2 separate regions of the Rattus norvegicus genome follow, and region 1 is linked to region 2. Evidence: chromatin contacts called from public Hi-C data. All regions are on one chromosome and are shown on one strand. The core of a region is the stretch at or near the end of the contact, and the rest is flanking DNA. Distances in the headings are between cores, read along the strand shown. Region 1 has its middle 18 kb from the start of Ifnb1. Region 2 holds the start of Mllt3 (MLLT3, super elongation complex subunit).

Region 1 (6,324 bases), core at 1,571-4,070, 520 kb before region 2:
GGAAAGAACCCAAATGACCCATAATGGAAGAATGGATACAGAAAATGTGGTTCATTTGCACAATGGAATACTATTCAGCTGTTTTAAATGAGGACGTCTTGAGTTTTGCAGGCAAATGGATGAAACCAGAAAATATTCTGAGTGAGGTAACTCAGGCCCAAAAGCACATGCATGGTATGTACTCACTAATAAGTGGATATTAGCCAAGAAAGTACAGAATATCTAGGATACAATCCACAGAACTCAAGGTTAACAGGCAGAAGGGCCAGAGTGAGGGTGCATCAGTCCCACTTGGGGTGGGAGGCAGAGAAAACAATCACAGGAGGCAGAATGAGGGAGGAACCTGTGTGGGAGAGGGAAGGGGGAGCTGGAAGGGAAACAGGGACCATGATCAGTTATTGAGAGGGGGGAGACAGGAAAGAAGGCCCAAGGGCCAGCAGAAAGAATGGAAATATGCAACCTTGGTGGTGGGAGGTGGGGGGTGGCGCTCTACAATGTACCAGAGACCTGGTAGGTGAGAAACTCTGAGGACTCAAAGGGAAAGACTTTAGATGAAATGCCCTACAGTGGGAGCAGGAACTTGTAGAGTCCACATCCAGTAGAAAAATATGGCATCAAGTGGGGAGATAGGGCTGCCATTCCATAATCAAAACTCTGTCCCAGAACTGTTCCTGTCTGAAAAAACTGCACAGGACAAAAGTGGAGAAGAGACTGAGGGAAAGGCAACCCAATGACTAGCACAGCTTGGGATCCATCTCAAGGAGAGGCTCCAAGGCCTGACACTATTACTGATGCTATGCTGTGCTTACAGACAGGAGCCTAGCACGGATGTCCTCTGAGAGGCCCAACAAGCAGGTGACTGAGACAGATGCAGATACTTACACCCAACCATTGGACTGAAGTCAGGACCCTTGTGGTTGAATTGGGGAAAGGCTGGAAGAAGCTGAGGAGGAGGGCAACCCCATAGGAAGACTAGCAGTCTCAACTAGCCCAGACCGGTAAGATCTCTCTCACTCTCAGACATTGAGCCACCAATCAGGGAGCATGCATTAGCCGATGACCTGATCCCCCATCACTTATGCAGCAGAGGACTGCCTGGTCTGGCCTCAGTGAGAGAAAATGTGCTTAACCTTCAAAAGACTTGAGTCCCCAGGGAGTGGGGAGGCCTGGTGGTAGGGGTAGGGAGTGCATCCTCTTGGAGACAAGGGGAAGGAGGAATGAGGTGAGGAACTGTGGGAGGGAAGACTAGGAATGGGAATAATGACTGGACTGTAAAATAATAAAAATAATTTTTAAAAAGGAAAATGAAAGGTCAAGTCATAGAAATTTATGTAGATCATATGTATCTCACAAGGGGTTCCAGAATGCTACAGAAGGAACTAATAGAACTCAATAAGATGGAGAAAATCCAATTTTAAAGACAGATACATGGCGGGCTTGGGACATAGCTCAGTCTGTACATGAATGTCTCACAAGCATGAAAACCTGAGTTGTCTCATTTCCAGAATCCACATTTTATAAAGCCTGGTGTGAGCACCTGTATGTCTGTGTGCTCCCTGCTCTGGAAGATGGAGATGACCAACAGATCCCTGGGGCTCACTTGGGATGTTCTAGGTCAGGGAGAGGCTTAATCTGAAAGGGGAGGGGGAGAAGGAATGGCACTTGACTAATGACATCTAAGACAGAGGCAAGAAAGTTTAAATCGGATGTGATTAGCATCACTGGGGAGATACTCATCCAAATCAAACCCACTTTACAAAAAACCTAAAACCAGATAAGGAGATAACACATATCCATGAAAATGGAGAAACAGAAATCCTTCTCCACTTCTGGTGGACTGCTGTGCTAATGACTAGGAGCTCAGACTCAAATCACAGAACAATGGCTTCTTGCAGACTCATTATATTTGCAAAGAAGCATAGGTCCAAAACAGAGAGTGAAATGGAGAGACAACCCCCTCCCAGAAGTACCCTCATGTTAGAACTGATGGAAGTTGTGAGAGATGGTGAAGAGAATAAGCTGACAAAAGGGTTGGGGTAGGCAAGCAAGAGCTAAAACAATGAGTTGACCAATGGGTGTTTTATGGGTAAAACATAATGGTTGGAATGAAACAAAAGAAAAAGTTCATCCTTTGGTTGGGAGTGGAAGATGGGAAGCCCACTAGGTATTGAGTGTCCCTGTTAGACGCCTAAATTAGTGGGTTACATTTAACATTTTAACATGGAGCAAGAAGGTCAGTGTGTAACCAGTGTCCTTAGCTATACATTTTTAAATGCCTTTGTAGTGCTGTGTCATAAAACGGTGGATCATTGTTTTGTTTAGCTGATTTGCTCAGAATGTTACTTGGCAGCTAATAAATGTTCCTTGTACCTAGGTCCTCTATTGGAAATGTTAATAACCGTTAGAACAGTCTCAGTTCATAAGCAGAAGCAAAGCCATTCAAGAGAATTGGTCAAGAACTTTGTCAGTCTAACTTCACTTCTCACAAAGAAGAAGAAGAGAGAGGCATTTGCCAGATGCCTACACTGAGCTTTTTGCCAAAATTTCTGAGTTACAGCTAATACCATTGCTCTCAACTACATGCTGTCTGGTTACAAGGCCACGCCTTACTCAGAACTTTCCTATTTCTCTTTGTGCTCAGGCAGTTAAAAGTTTTTACCAGAAAAGCATTAGGCAGCCAAAAGGAAAAAAATAAAAATCCCCTGTTCTGAGAAGATTGCTGAACTCCTTTCAGCCTGGCTGGAGGGGACTCCTGGCCCATTTCTTCAAATCCAGTTTGACAACTAACGTGTTTAGTTTCCCTTTCGCCTGTTGCGTCATCCCCTTTGTTATTTTTGTGCTCGTGGTTCATAGTTAATTACGCAACCCTTGGTGAGGAAATCGCTAAGTTGGAGTCTAAGTTTAGCGATGCAGAGAGTGTTGCTTCTTTGGCTGTTTCTCTGTAGAATGCCAGAAACTGAGACAGGAAGAGAACAGAGAATGGACAATGGCACGTGTATACTAGCAGAGATGGGGGTGAGGCTGTGTTTCTTCATCTATGGGAAGGGAAGGAGGAAAAGAGAAAAGGAGAGCGGGGAGTGACTTTATTATGAGCTCATCTCAGAGGACTATGGTAGCTGTGATTCCCTGGTTTCAAAGGACAAGCCACCTGCAAGCTGAAGACCCCGGGTTGCCAGGAGCACAGATCAGTCCAAGTTTGGAAGCCTCAGAACCAAAAAAAGACTGGAATATAATTCTGTCCAGAGACAAAGAACAAGAACTCAAGGGGGCCATTGGAGTCAAAAGGGCTGACAGATCCTGCAGCTGTGTTCAGAGGCAGAAAATGACACATGTCCAAATGCAGGGAGAAAGAGAGGGAGGCACCCACTCTTTGCCATGTTTGTTTTACCTAAACCCCCAAGTGATTGTGCCTTCTCTGATCTCTCCCATTCAGTTCACTACCTCACCCATCATTTCCCTCTGAAAACACATTGCAGAAATGACACCGTGCCATTTAATCATCCAGTCAGGTTGACCCTTGCAAGCCCCTAAGCCCATCACTAACAGTGAATGTAGGAGCAACCGTGCCCAGAGCTGTCTGCTATGCCAAAGGTAAAGCAAACCGAGACTCGGGGTCAGTTAGATGGTCAAGTAATCAGCAAGTGTCCTGACAACATGTGTGGAAGATACAGGGTGAGCAGTCCTATGTATCTCAGGCGCCTTAATCCACTGACGGGAATGTTCTGGGGAAAGAAGTGCAGGACAGAGGACCATCTGGTCATGTATATAGGAGGAGGAGGAAAAGGTTCTTAGCAGTTACAAGTTTGGGGTCAACACCCTAAAATAAGAGACTAAAAATAAAAGATTAAACAAAGTTTGAGAGAAGTTCTGCGACTTGGGACTTCATTTAAAAATGAAGGTCCAAGCTGGGCATGATGGCACACCTCTAATTCTAGCACTCTGGAGGCAGAGGCAAGCTTGGTTACCAGACTTAGTTGCATGGTAGCCAGGGCTACATGAAGCTAGCCTCCACTAATTAAACAAACAACCAAAAGAAGTTTACTCTGATTGGGTAAGTGGACGTGGTGACCTAGTAGCAGCAAACAAGTAGGTGGGAGGAAGGGGATCAGCAAAGCACCTTGTTGAGATTTCTCTTGAGGTCTTCTGTTCTCATTCCTTTCCTTCATGGGATGGGGGACCAGGACACCTCTCACATGAGCATCTTCTGACCTCCTAATTTAAGTGAGGAAAGTGAAAACTTCTTTGATGGTCATCACACACTGAAGAGAAAATAACTTTCTTCTGTGATATTCCAAGTTGTGATAGTTTGGCGGAACACATCTTGAACTCACACAAGAGAAGACTTGGACAGAACCCACAGTCAAGTGACCTGTGTTGAACAGCTGCATCTAGGGGTTGACCAGGAAGGAAACCCAAAAAATGAGTTTGGTGATTGGCTTATGACAAGACATTCCTGCTAGAGGAAAAAAAAAAACAAAGAAAAGAAAGTTTCTGGAGCCCTCAACATGTGGTTGGTGGTTTCATCAGCTGCCAGGTGAAAGTCAAGGCTAAAGCTAGATTCTCTCCCTGCCCCCCCCCCGCACCAGCTGTTGCTTGTGTCAACAGAAAAACCCCAACCCTGGACAAGAGCACTTTCAGGCACCCCGGGAGGGAGAAGGTAGACCAGGAGGGATTCCCTGGTTTCAGTCTCTCTGAGTTACTGAACGAAGTTCTAGTATGAGTAGGGTTTTGGGTGAAGCCATCACTTTTAACAGGTGGTCACTGATTTTCAGCCATGCTCTTCCCACTACTTGTCCTTCTTGCCTCCCATCCCCCAACGATTTTTCTTCAAAAGCAATCTGGAGCTTTCCCATAATTGCTACCTTTTCCAAACAAATAAACAACACAAAATCCCACATTTGTTTCTCCATGTTTTGAAAAAGCAGTCATTAAAGGAAAAAAAAGATTAATTTATAAGCCTACAATACTCATCTCTCATTTACTATGACTATAGATACTTGAAAACAACAGCAAGTCAAATACAGTCTCGGGGCATCCCAAACTCTATGACCATGAGGGTCAGACTAGGGTAACTGGCAGACACTGTTCTGATGGCTGGGAGTAGGAGGTGTCCCAGTTATCTGCAAAACCTAAAGAGATTATTCCTCTGAATTTCTACATGTGTATATTTTTCTCATTACAATTTAAAATTAAAATGTTTTAAATATTTATTTAAAATAAAACCTATAGACATGAAATGAAAAATTATTTTCATTCAAAGTTAGGTATGAAAACACGACTTTGCTCATATGCACAATACTGAAGTGTAAAAAAATCAGCAGAAAATATATTGGAATAAACCCCAGGATGTTGGCACAGATACACAACAATCAAGCCAACAGCAAAACATCATTAGGAGATATGTTCAGAAGAAGCCCATAAAGTGGCAGGTTAATCTTTGCAGTTAACATAAGCTATTAAATAGTCAACTAATAAGATAGGCATTTTCTTCATGAAGTACTTAGTATATATTGACTGGTAAGTTAGTAAGTAGTAAATATTTCTTCAATAAATCAATGTGTATTCTCAGGTAACAAAGCAACTGTTTTGCCTTGGCCTTGCAGGCACTTCTGTCAATGTCCGATTTTTCTCAATGATGTTCTTATTTTACCGTATCTCCCCATGCTCCAAGGAATGAGTCGCAAGCATTACATCCAGGAAGTATTAGTTGGACATACTGGAACACATAGACACACACACACACACACACACACACACACACACACACACACACACACACACGAGGACACAAAGTTGGACAGAGGCTTCCTGAGGACTTTGCAAAAGGTGAAGGGGGGGGGCAGTCATAATGTATTGCACAGTGTGAAATTCTCAAAGAATAAATAAGTTACTTAATCCTCATTGGTTATCAAGATGGAAAAAAAATCTGTACCAACTTAAAGAACAGAGGAATCCATGGCTTCTGGTCATCTTACTTTCAAATAAGTCAATGTCTTCTATATGAACAGGGCTGGTTTCAACAAAATCCCTGCTCACACTAAAACATTTTGCTCAGCAACCCCGAGAGCTTGTGAAACTTGGGAACTACAATGGAAACATTGTGTTCCAGGAAGGGAGCTTCTGAAGACAGCCCTGTACATAAGAATCTTGAAAGGTAAATGCTGAATAGATACAAAAGAGCTCTCTTCAGTTGATAAGAAATGAAAGCATAGGTTAAACTGCTGCCCAAACGGAAAGACAGAAAGAGAGGATGCAGGGGTGAGAAGTTGCTAAGCACTAGTGTGTAGAAGTCACTGAGGAACAGCACTGGGGTAGGAAGAGGAG
Region 2 (6,387 bases), core at 3,464-5,963:
CACACACACACACACACAGACACACACACAGACACACACACACAAACACACACACACAGACACACACACACAGACTCACACACACATACACACACACACATACACACACACACACAGACACACACACACACAGACACACACACACACAGTAATGGAAAACTGCCTATTAATCTGTGAAGAGATGAAGAAGAAATCAAGATATTATAAACCATCCTAGCTTTGAGATAATTTTCCCCTGCAAGTTGTTTCAGGCACTTCCCCTACCTACAGCTATTTTGCCGAGGTTCCAGTGGGGCCAGGGAGACATGTTCATTCCCACTCTATCAATGGACCTCAATATTTACAGTGCCTCGTATTGCTCATCTTACATAACATCCTCGATTAATTTTCAGGCCTTGAGGTGCTATTTATTAAATTAGGGATACAGCCTACCAAATTAATAAATCATTGCTTCAGAGACACTCATGCTCTGAATGTATAAATGTATCGCTTAAATGACTCTTGGGGAATAATTTACACACGAAGAGGCTCTGTGGGTTAAACAAGCCTGGTGCATTGATTATATCTGGAACAAGCCTTTGCACTAGGTGGCTGAGTGGATATCAAAGTATATTCAGTTAGTTCCAGACACGCTGCCCTAGAACCCTAAGTTAGATATAACTAAGCACGTAATGTTCTGAAGGAACACTTCCACCAGAAATAGTGCTTTTCAGCCCCCGGTCTTGAAATCCTTTCATTGTGGGATTTGTTTTTACCTAAAAGAACACCAAGGAAATGAGCATAGAAACACTAAAGTTCAAGGCCAAGGAAATTAGGAATTTGCTGCCAGCCATATTCTCCCTTTTCAGGTATTGAAAGGTGGAACTGGGTTGGAGGTTTAGCTCAGTAGTAGAGCACTTGCCTAGCAAGCGCAAGGCCCTGGGTTCGGTCCCCAGCTCCGGAAAAAAAGAAAAAAGAAAAAAAAAAAAAAGGTGGAACTGAGGGCAACAGTAACAGCTTCTAATCTGCCATTGCCTCTTCTAGTCCTTTGACTGTTTGTGTCAGATTTCTATGCTGCCTGCTTATGTGTGACACATACAGCTATCCTAACCTTAGGTGTAATGAAATTCAAAGAAAGAAGAAATGATTTCGGTGAACTTTCTCCTCTGTGTCACGGAGCCATGGACTGTATGATAGCAGGAACCAGCATTCATTCTTATCTTGTTTTTACTAATTATTTTAAAGATAAGGTCTCATGCATACTGGCCTAGCTTCAAATTCTCTGTGTAGCCTTCAATTTCTAAATTCTGGCTTCTACCTCCCACTGAGTAGGGATTATGAGTGTGTCCACCATGACCAGTTAATAGGAATCAGAGAGGCGAACCTAAAGCTTCTGGCGCGTGGGGCAAGCATTCTGCTGGCTTAACTACACTCCAACTCTTAGCATTCTTACAGTCTTGTTCTTGACATATGCTCCAGTTTTGGTAAACCGACATAGGGAGATATTTTATAAAACAAACAAGCAAACACCCAGTAGGCCTTAGAGGGGGAGCTTTGGTTGTTCTGAATGTGCAGTTATCAAAATGTCTATTGTCCTAGTGTCTGGTAGTTTTTCCATGGGCCTTCCCCGTCCCTGACAAACCCACATAGCAAAGGGTGGAAAATGGCTACTTTTTGTTGATTTGGTTAGCTGAGTGTATGTACGAATAACCTGTCATAGTGAATGGGTAAAATCTACTTGATGGTGCTTTGTAACACCCTAGTTATACTTGAAAGGCTGTGTTTCCCTTTTGTTCTGGCAGAAGCATCATTCCAACTGGTCTGAAGTTCCAAACTAGCAAACTGGTGAGATGGGAAGGCTGGAGCCAAACCAGTGGTGATGTGGTGGTCCTGTGAGGAGTTAAGCTCAGACACACAGATCCTTTCCATTCTCCAGCACTGTTCTTATTTAACTTGATGTTAATCACTTTTCCATTCATTAGAGTAACCCAATTTCATACTGTACTGTATACATCACAGTATGAATTTCCGTGGGCTAATTTCTATTTGAACAAGGAAATGCTTTTATCATTGATCACTTTATTTTAAATATTCCTATTCTTTGCTACCTAGCACTGACGTCTGTCTTATGCCGTACACTTTTTCCATGATGTCCAAGCTTGGTATGTAGCTGTGATTAGCTTTGAAACCTACAGGCTCCTGCTTCAGCCTCCCAAATGTGATCCACCACTCCGATTGTTTTAAGTGCATTTTCTACACTTAACGTTGTTATTATTTCAGAATCAATTGACAGGAAATACATTTGCTATCACAGTTTTATTGTTGTTAACGGCGAACTTATTAAAATAGCTACAAATGGAAAGACTGGTGTAAATTCCTTTGTTCAAAGTTGAACCTGGAGTATTCCGGCTTGTGTTTTCTTTTTCTTTTTCCTGGTAGAGAAGTCTTTTTGTTGTTAAGGAGGGTCAAGTAAGGACGCTGGTGGAAGGGCTCTGTGCGCCATCTACTGGCATATTTTAAATCTCCAGCATCTGCAGACGGGGAATTACTTTACATTGGGGAGGAGGGTTAAGGCATTTGAGAAAGGAAGGGTGTTGAGGGAAAACTCTGTCAGATTCTATGATTTATTTGTGATTGCTGGGATAAATGAGAATCCTGCAAATATCACACACGCGCGCGAGTGCGCGCGCCTGTGCGCGTACGCGCGCACACAGACATACACTCACAAGCAAGCACATGGTCGAGGGGGTGGGGCAGGGACTCCCTCTTACAATACAAGTTCCAGTTTCTGGAGAGAACACCAAGAGAGCAACTCTGGAATCAATGCAAACGTTGAATGTTCACCTTTCAATTACTAAAGACATTCATCTAATCTTCAGTTTTCAACCTCATCATTCAAAATAGTCCTCTGCAATTTGGTTATTTGATAACTGGTGTATGAATGCACAGTACTTAGCTATACCTTGCTTACATCCCCCACACAACAGCTCTGTTTAACTTAGCGCTTACACAAACACACATGAGCGTACAAGATTACATGCACTTATAGATGTGGTTGAGAAATATGTCCTTGGACTTCTGTTCAAGTCTCCCCACCTCTGTGTGGAATTCTGGAGATTGGGTGTATCAATTTTAGGAGAATCACACTATGAGTTGGAAACTTGCTGCTTTGAACTTGGCTGGACCTGGTCTCATCTAATCCCCCATCATCCACTTTGTGAGTAGTGGGAAGAAAAGAACATGGTCATGGAGAAGGCACCCCAGGCAACCTCCTTCCCGTTATTCTCAAGTCTTTAATGCAAGGACGGAGTGAGTGAGTTGTGCTTTCAAGGTCTCCAGGCGAGAGGAAAAGAGGAGAGCAATAAAGTTGAGTCAGAAAGAGGAAGAGAGACAGAAAACCCAGGGAGAAAGGAGGACAGAAGCTGACAATCCAGAGAAAAGGGGTGGTGAACAAAAGAAAGTCTGGAAAATAGCCACCTCCCCAAACCAATTCAAGAAAGGAGTTAAGAGCCAGAGAGGTACAAGAACTTTATTTAACGAAACAAAGTCACACCCATCTTTCATTTTCGTATCTCGCCTAGATCTTATCCGTTTCCTTTTTAAAGGTTGTCTGGGTTTCTAGAGGAAGCTAGTAACTCTTTTATTTTCCCCTTTCGCCTCACGTATGGCTTGATATTCTACCCATGGCCACTGAGACAAAATACAATCGGAGCTGGGGCATTTGTAGAAGAGCGACTCTAGAACACTTCTGCGAAGGGTTGTCACCCGGGAGCCTAAATGGGTTAATACCCAGAGATGGATTGTGCTGGCTGTCACCAATATGCCTAAAGATTATAATCCAATTTATGCACATTACAGTCAGTATTAACTTTATCTATTTTAAGGCTCCCAGTAGCCTGGTGCGCCCTTAGAGAGAGGGCAGACCCTGATGCAACCCAGCAGGTTGTCAGTGGTGTGTGTGGGGGAGCCACAAGAAGCAAACAACTGGTTCCCAGAGGCTCTGCACCGGGCACTCCCAGGTGTCCCGCCTCCACCTGGGCACGGTTCACAGTCCGGGAACACCGAGGCGGGAGGCGTTTCCTAGGAAGGAAATGACATTCTTGTTTCGCGTTCATTTCTTTTTTAAGTTTTCAGTAACGGCGGCAGGAGGGCGGGGTGGGCTGGTGCCTCCGAGTAGATAGGGAAAGGGATTTAAGGGTTGCTGCGGGCTGTTCAGTCCCAGAGATTGCTATTAGGAGGCTTTTTTTTTTTCAAAAATTTTTTTGTTGCGTGGATTTCTCTCGCTCTCTGTTTAAGTAAGTTTGTTTGGGTGTGCGTTCTTGCGATTTCAGCACAAACCCACAAAAATCCATGGTGGAAAGTAAAAACAAGCCTGCTCCCCCTTCCCAAACGTGCTCACTGCCGCCAAAGACTTGAATTAACTACCCCATCTCCTGCGGCTGGGGGCTCCAGGCAGTGGCCACATTCCAGCAGTTTTAATCCGTTTTTTATTGTAGGGCGAACGGAGTTTGCACAGGGGCCGGGATGGCTCCCCAGCTGGCCGCTCTCCCAGTGCCAGGCCCCCTCCCTTCATTTCCTCCCCCTCCCCCATCAGGAACCTGTTACTTTAAGCGAGGCGTTCCAGTGTGGCGCTGCGGGCCGCCGGGGTTTCGGGAGGCGGCCTCTGATTGGCTCTTTCGAGCTCCCCCTGGCTCGGTCGCTCGGCCTCCCCGCGCGCTCCGCCCCGCCCGCGCGCCCTCCCTCCGCCCCGAGAGGCTCGAAGCCCGGGTGTCAGGCGCCACGGCGCATGCTCCGGACTCATCTCTGGCCCCGGAGCTGCTGCTGCTGCTGCTGCTGCTGCTTTTGCTTTTGGGGCTGAGTTTAATAAGCGAGCGAGAGAGCGAGCACGGGGTGGGGTGGGGGCAAAGGCAGAGCATGTCCGCCATCTACCCTCAGCTCCCGGGCGCGCTCTCATTCATAGCAGCCTCTTCATGAATTACAGCTGAAGGGGGCGGGGGAGGGGGGTACCACACAACACCCCGGCAAACCTCCGGGCCCCCAGGCATGGCTAGCTCGGTAAGTACATGCAAAAATAATAATAAAAGCCCCCCTCCCTCTCCTCCTCCGCCCCGCGCCGCCGCAGCCCAGACAGCGCCAGCGCTCCGCGGTTCCAATTAGAGAAAGGTTGGTTTTGCTCGCGGGGAGCTGCCGCCTCTCCCTCCTCCCCACCCCCCCCGGCGCGCGCGCACACACTCGCACACTCGCCGCCGCCGCCGCCACCACCACCACCCCCCCGCGCCTCCCGCCCGCCTCGCCTCTTTGCAATCGCAAGAAGCGCACTCACACTCCCTCTGGCTCACACACGCGCACACACACACTCACACCCGGTGGAAGGAGGCGAATAATAACTCAGCCATATTTCAGCCGCCGCCGCTGCCGGGAGCTGCGGGCACGGTCCGGGGACGCGGCGAGCAGCCTCTGCGGCCGCACCTCCGCCGCCGAGCGCCGCGGCCGCCACGATGGTGCGTTCTCCGCGGCGCGCGCGTGAGCCCGAGTGTGCGGGCTGACAGCGGCGGGGCTGCTCGCAACTTTGCCCCAGCGGCCGGTGTGCGCGACCAGGACTCGGCGGCGGTCCGCCAGTAGCCCTGCCTTTCTGCATTTCGTGGCTTTCGCTGGCGGGGGGAGGCTGGAGGGAGTTTGCGACCACTTTGGCTCTTGAAAGTGTGCAGCGTTGGCTCTTGTTGGACTGGCCTTGCCGGTCGTGGGGGGCTGTTCGCCGAGGGGTGCGGGGTGCTTTGAGTTGTGGATGCCTTGGCGTGTTTTCGTGCGGGCGTGAGTGAGTGTGTGTATGTGTGACGACGTCTCATTCTTGTGCATGAACCCCATGGTAAGAAAGAACACGGGAGTTTGTGCCCATTAGCAGAGGCTGCCTGTAGTTTCCATTCCGCCTGGCACCGCGCTCCACACGCACGCACACATACACGTACACAAAGACTTCCTCGGTGTGTGCCTGTCGCCGCGGTACTTTCGGGGAGGGGGTTCTCTAGAACCCCGGGTCCCCCATCCCAACCACCTCCCCTCCCACGCCGGGAAAGAGCCCCAGCATCCCCTCCTGATTGTCTCCTAATTTGTTACCGACGCGTTTGTTGTCGTGCTTGCCATGGTGGTCGTGTTCTCCCCTTTCCCCGACCCCCTTCGCGACTAGGGGTAACATTCCGTTACAATCCCAGCCGCTGTGCAGAGGCGCCGGGGGCCCCTGCGGCCCGACCCGGTGTATCTGGGGGTGTGGGGTGTGCGCGCCCACGCGCGTGAAACGTGGATGGAGAGGGCACTGGCGTTTCCTTTTATGTGCGTTTCAAGGAGGAGGGAAAAAAATGTCAGGCGCAATGTTGAGCAGCGAACGGTCGCCTTCCTGTTGTTCACTGCTGT

Evidence for each region. A called contact is a pair of places that touch in the nucleus more often than the background predicts.
Region 1: a contact with region 2 is called in a Hi-C map of the A7r5 cell line, with 12 times the contacts expected there. The contact joins the enhancer-like site here to the promoter of Mllt3 in region 2. A contact is called at or near these places in 6 of 12 Hi-C or Micro-C datasets (the A7r5 cell line, the Rat2 cell line, Schwann cells and 3 more).

The regions. Positions count from the first base shown.
Region 1 is chr5:108,082,522-108,088,845 of GRCr8, reverse strand. No RefSeq gene overlaps it. Among named protein-coding and RNA genes, the nearest start is that of Ifnb1, 18 kb to the right of the region's middle. Within about 2 kb of position 2,820, at least 14 of the 93 cell types and tissues checked have an H3K27ac peak or open chromatin away from gene starts, as enhancers often do. A contact at or near this core is called in the A7r5 cell line, where this site is marked.
Region 2 is chr5:107,559,678-107,566,064 of GRCr8, reverse strand. It overlaps Mllt3 (MLLT3, super elongation complex subunit), which reads left to right and starts at 4,713. Exons shown (of 11, transcript NM_053718.4): 1 at 4,713-5,034. The coding sequence starts at 5,023.